2 separate regions of the Sus scrofa genome follow, and region 1 is linked to region 2. The links are chromatin contacts, called in public HiChIP or PLAC-seq maps. All regions are on one chromosome and are shown on one strand. Each heading gives the region's core, a stretch centred on a gene start, on an enhancer-like site or on the middle of the called end of the contact. The rest is flanking DNA. Distances are from core to core; before and after follow the strand shown.

What was found. HiChIP or PLAC-seq counts read pairs in DNA pulled down with a chosen protein or histone mark.
Region 1: an H3K27ac HiChIP or PLAC-seq map of alveolar macrophages shows a contact between it and region 2. The contact joins two enhancer-like sites. A contact is called at or near these places in 4 of 47 Hi-C or Micro-C datasets (embryonic fibroblasts, epiblast stem cells, omental adipose tissue and 1 more) and 1 of 2 datasets of contacts at active chromatin or transcription factors (alveolar macrophages).

Annotation. Positions count from the first base shown.
Region 1 is chr10:43,458,811-43,461,559 of Sscrofa11.1, forward strand. TRDMT1 (tRNA aspartic acid methyltransferase 1) reads right to left here. Exons shown (of 11, transcript NM_001162885.1): 2 at 2,657-2,749. Among named protein-coding and RNA genes, the nearest start is that of TRDMT1, 31 kb to the right of the region's middle. Within about 2 kb of position 1,366, at least 1 of the 83 cell types and tissues checked has an H3K27ac peak or open chromatin away from gene starts, as enhancers often do. A contact at or near this core is called in alveolar macrophages, where this site is marked.
Region 2 is chr10:43,134,122-43,137,098 of Sscrofa11.1, forward strand. All of the region lies in intron 60 of CUBN (cubilin), which reads right to left. Among named protein-coding and RNA genes, the nearest start is that of EPC1, 190 kb to the left of the region's middle. Within about 2 kb of position 1,445, at least 7 of the 83 cell types and tissues checked have an H3K27ac peak or open chromatin away from gene starts, as enhancers often do. A contact at or near this core is called in alveolar macrophages, where this site is marked.

The sequences.
Region 1 (2,749 bases), core at 116-2,615, 320 kb after region 2:
GAATGTACATTCTTCCAAAAGCACCCAGAGCATTCACTAGACAGACTGAATTCTGGGCCATCACACAAATCTCAACCAATTTAAAATAATTGAAATCATACACAGTATGGCCCCAATAAAACAAAAATGAGAAATCGATAATAGAGAAGAATCTTAAAAATTACTAAATATTGGAAATTTTAAAACCATATGTATAACACATGGACAAAGAAGAAATCAGAAGAGAAGTTAGAAAACATTTTGAACTGAACGAAAATGAATGTACAACACATGAAAATTTGCAGCATGTAGCCAAAACTTAAAACTCTTTTTTCTCAGTCAGTATAATTGTATATGTTAAAAAATCCTAAAAATAAATATTAAACTACCAGAACTATTAAGTCAATATAGCAAAGTCTCAGCATACTAGGTCAATAAGTAAAAATAAGTGTATTTCTATATGCCGGCAACAAATAATTGGAAAATAAATTTTTAAAAGTTATCACTTACAATAAGCAAAACCCACAAATATTTAGGAATAAATTAACAAAAATGTGCAAGATGCATACACTACATATTACAAAATAAACCTGATACAAATTAAAGAATTAATAACTAAATTAGTAATGAGAGATACTATGTTCATGGATTGGAAGACGCTCTTTTATGAGGATATCAGTTCTTCCAAAACCAATCAAAATATATATTTTTTGTAGAAACTGGCAAGCTGATTCAGAAATTTACACATTAATGTAGCAAAAAAAAATCTTGAAAAAGAAAATCAGAACTTTGAGAACTTAAGCTACCTGAATTTAATACATACTATAAACCTACATAATCAAGAGTATGTTATTGCTATAAGGGTAAGTGTATAGGTACTACTGTAGAGAAATATACACATCCATACATACATGATCTATTTTTTCTTATAAAGATAACAAGGAAATTGAGGAAAGAATAGTCTTTTCAGAAAATGGTGTTAGGACAGTTTTATATGCACTTGGGAAAAAAAAATGACCTCTACCTCAGACTACATACAAAAAGTAACTTTAAATGGGTCATAAGCTTAAATATAAAAGCCAAAACCATAACCTTTCTAGAAGAAAACAGGGGGAAATGGGGTAAACAAAGATTTCTTAAGACGCACAAAAAAGTGTCCCATAAAAAAAAAAAAAAAAAAAGGCAAGTAACTTCTACATTTTGTTGAATACAGTTAAAGAAATGAAGACAAGTGACAGAATTGGAGAAAATATTGTTATACATATTTCTGACAAATAACTTGAATCCCAAAAACTTAAACCACTCTTAAAACTAAATAACAGCACAAACATACCAAATAATTTAACATTGTGAAAGAAATTTCATCACAGAAGACATGAAAATGGCCAATGAGCACATGAGAAAACACTCAGCATTATTAGTCATGAGGGAAGTGCAAATCAAGAGCAGCTAAAAAGTAAAAGACTGACAAGAGTAACTGTTGGTAAGGATATGAAACAACTGCAACACTTAAACATTGATTGTAAAATAGTATGAAAGCTATGGACAAGAGTTGGCCCTTTTTTAATAAATAAGTTTACCAAATGATCCAGCAATTCCACTCCTAGGTATTTATCCAGAAGAAATAAAAACAAAAGTCCACACTAAAACTTGTGCATGAATCTGCACAGCAACTTTTAGAACAGTCAAAAATTGAAAACAATCTAAATGTCAAAGATCATGTGAATGGATACACATACTATAGTATGAATATGCCACTGCATATATTATCACTGAATAATAAAAAGCAGACTGCTAATATATACAACAATATGGGTAAATGAAAAAATAATACATTAAATGAAAGAAGATACACTCAAAAAAATTACACTCATGTTTTTATTTACAGTATATTAAAAATGGAAAATTTAATCTGTAATGACAGAAAGCAGACCAGTGGTTGCTTGGGGTTGGTTGAGGTCAGAGACTGACCAAAACAAGGCACTAAGGAATATTCTAGGATGATGTATGTTCTGTGTCTCGGTTGCGTTACACAGTTTTATATATTGATCGAACTCCAACTACAAACTTAAAATGAGTGCAGTTTATTGTATACAGATTATGGCTTCATGAGCAATGTGTGTGTGAATTTTTTCACATGAACTTGGGAGAAAAACACAATTTCTTATTATTTGAAAAATAACAATGCACACCAGTATTAAATACTTCTGCTGAGTTGGTTCATCATAGGAGAAATAGTGTCTTTAATGCTGACAGGCTTGCTATAAAAAGAAGCATTCAACAAGGAATAATCAAAGACCTTTCTTATTCTCTTTTTTTTTTTTTCATGCTTGTATTATATATATTGTACATGGGTACTGCTTAAAAATAAGGAATTGAAGTTTAATATCATTATGGAAATAAGCACTTAGAAGTCAAGCATATTCTTACATTTCAATCCTTTCTCTTAGAGACCAAATTACTGACCGTCTCTCTCTCAAATGTGAAATTTTAGAAAAGAAAAAAAAGCAAAAAAAAACATGCCATCTTCTGATAGAATATAAAATGTTAACTTAATTCCCTTCCCCTAAACTTTTTCATTTATGACTTATCCTCAAATGAAGATCCCAGAATCTAGTATCCTGCAGTATTTTTCTTGCTCTCTATACTTATTAAAACAATAATCATTGTTACTCACTTCAATTGTCTTGGCCAGTAACTGTGTGTGAGGAAAATTATACTTGTATACTTCGTTAGCGACGGTATTTACATCAATGGCAGCCACCACTTG
Region 2 (2,977 bases), core at 195-2,694:
TGCAGATGCTGGTGGGCACTGGCATAGACTGAGTGGTGCCTGCATGATTCCTAACCCTGCAGTCTCTCTCAGCAGTGCCGGAGCATGGACTGAGTGCATTCTTCCATTCACTTGATGTTAGGTTCCACCCTACGACTCGCTCTACGCAATGGAATGGCTGTGGTCATGAGGTGGGAAGAGGCCTTAAATGTGCTTGTGTTTTGGGCTTGGACTTTCATGCTCCCTCGATCCACCAAGAGCTCACGCCCTGGGTACCTGCGTGGAGAGCTGACCTGACCGCAGTCTGTACGGTGGAGCCAGGCACAGTCAGCCTGCCTCCTGGAACAGGCAGGCAAACCAGCCTGCTGACCCGTAAGTGATAAAATAATGCTTCAGTGGTATGAGCCACTGAATTTTGGATGGTTCGTTATGCAGCATCAGTGTGGCAATAGCGGACAAGTACAAAAATAGCTACTCTGAGTTATCAAACTGTAATAGAGCACATTGCTTAATTCATAAAATCTACACACAGAATAAAGAAAATGGAGAACTAAACTTATCATCAGATAATCCTGGCCAAAATAGTCAAGTAATTGAAGTAAATACAATATTATATGAGGGAATTATACAATTCATATTCTTTATGAATAATATTATGTGAGTAAATATAATATTATATGAATAAACAGTGAAGTAATTGAAGTAAATATAACATTGAGTGAATCATACAATTCATATTTTATATGAATATTATATGAGTAAATATAATATTGTATGAATAAATATCAAGTAATTGAAATAAATGTGGCATTGTGGAGTAAATTGTACAATTAATATTCTGTGAATATTTTATGAGTAAATATAGCATTGTATGAAGAAATAGGCAAGTACTGAAGTAATAGAACATTACGGCGGGAATTAGACAATTCATGTTCTATGTCAGTATCATATGAGTAAATACAATGTTGTGTGAATAAATAGTCAAGTAACTGAAGCAAATATAACATTATGAGTGGATAATACAATTCACATTCTATATGGATATTATATGATAAACATCTTTCGGTGTCTGTGTGGCACGGAAAATGGTTATAATTGCTCTGATTCACCCACTTGGAAATGGAAACATGGCACAACTGCTCTGTGCTCCTGCTCCTCCCACAGCGTGTGTCTTTGGGGGAATATAAAGATGAATATTCATCAAAGAAGAGTTCTTTGCCAACAAATGCTCTTGCCACATCACAATTTCTATATTTCAACAATGGCAGGATATACGGGAAGAACAAGGGAGGACTCAGACGATGAAATGGTTTCCTATACTTGTTTACTATATGGTATTTTAAAATTCCTGTTTTTGAGCGAGTGTATGACCTTAGCATTGACGTGTTCTTTAGCACCACCAGTCTATCATCTTCCTCGTTATCCCACATTGTTCTACCATCCAGTGAACTCCCATCCATCAGCCGGCTGTGTCAGAAGCGCTCCGTATCCACCAGCCTGCTGTGTCAGAAGCGCTCTGTGCAACACTCCCCGTGCCAGACAGAGAGCAAATATCACTCTAACCCTCACACCGAATCAGAAACACTTCCTACGAAAGAGGGATGGCTTTAGAGAAAGCAAATGGTTGGTGAAAGACATATTGGAAATATATACCCGTAGCATATATTTGGGTCCAGATCGACCTAATTAAAAATCAGTAATTGAATCCTAAAGGATTTCTCTCCAATGATTAACCTTCCAAGTGAAGTTCAAGCTGGAATGAATCTGACCATAAGAATTAGCTGTATTATCTAAGAGAAAACATCTTGAAGGCTTCAGTGCAGTCAGATACATTTCCAAATAATTATCTTGGGAACTGACATTTCCGCTGCTGACATTACAGGGGGCTGACATTTTATGCAGGTCTTCTGGATAGGATCTCTAACCATCTCTGGACAACCACTACTTGGACAGATGGTGGGTGGCTAGCTGTACTTTCAGATAAGGATCCGCCTGACTTCAAGCATTTTCCTGTTCTCCAGGGAACCCATTAAGGCTTCAGGCTGTAGTTGAAGGAAGCTCGATGAAGCACAGGAAACAGAACACACACGCATTGAAAGCTGGTGCCTTAGGGACACGGAAGCTCCATAAGGCTTTAGTTGCCTGCATCTTGCTGTAAAGTTCAAAGCTGCAGTTTGCAACTGCCCTAAAGAAGTGAATTCCTTTAAAAAGTTCAACTAAATTTCACATGAACATATTCTTTTTTTTTGCTAAAAAAGTAAATTGCCTTTATTATTCTACAAAAACTTAAACATTCACCACTTTTAAAGTATTTATGTTGCGCAAGAGAAAAGAAACTTAATGGCGCTTGTAATCTGAGTGATGTTTTGTTTGTTTTTAATAATTTCACTCAATGTGACTCATTTTGGATATCCTAATTTGAGACTCAGCTTAATTTAACTCAGAATATGTAGTTATTCTGGTCATATTTGGGAAGCATAAAACTAAAATACTAAACGAAAGGTAATTTACTGAAAGAAAAGTAGTATCAGCAGCTAATCAGTAGTGACAGTCACAAATTAAAGAGCAATGTGACATATAAACAACTTAGGATAAAGAGAATTCTCAGTAACTTTTAATTTATTTTGCATTATTTTGGTATTACTGAAAGCACTTTATGTATGCATCAGTAGTCCCAGGGCATTTCATGAAAATGGGCTGCAATGGGGCATATGGAGGTTCCCAGGCTAGGGGTCCCATTGGAGCTGAAGCCCCGGCCAACACTATAGCCACAGCAATGCCAGATCTGAGCTGAGTCTGTGACCTACACCACAGCTCACAGCAATGCCAGATCCTTAACCCACTGATCAAGGCCAGGGATCGAACCCACTTCCTCATGGATGCTAGTCGTGTTCCTTAACCACTGAGCCATGTTAGGAAGTCCTTGAAATTTTACAAAGGACTTGTTAGGTAGGATAGGATAGGGCCTTGGACCCAAGTGATTCAGAACAGGCCATTT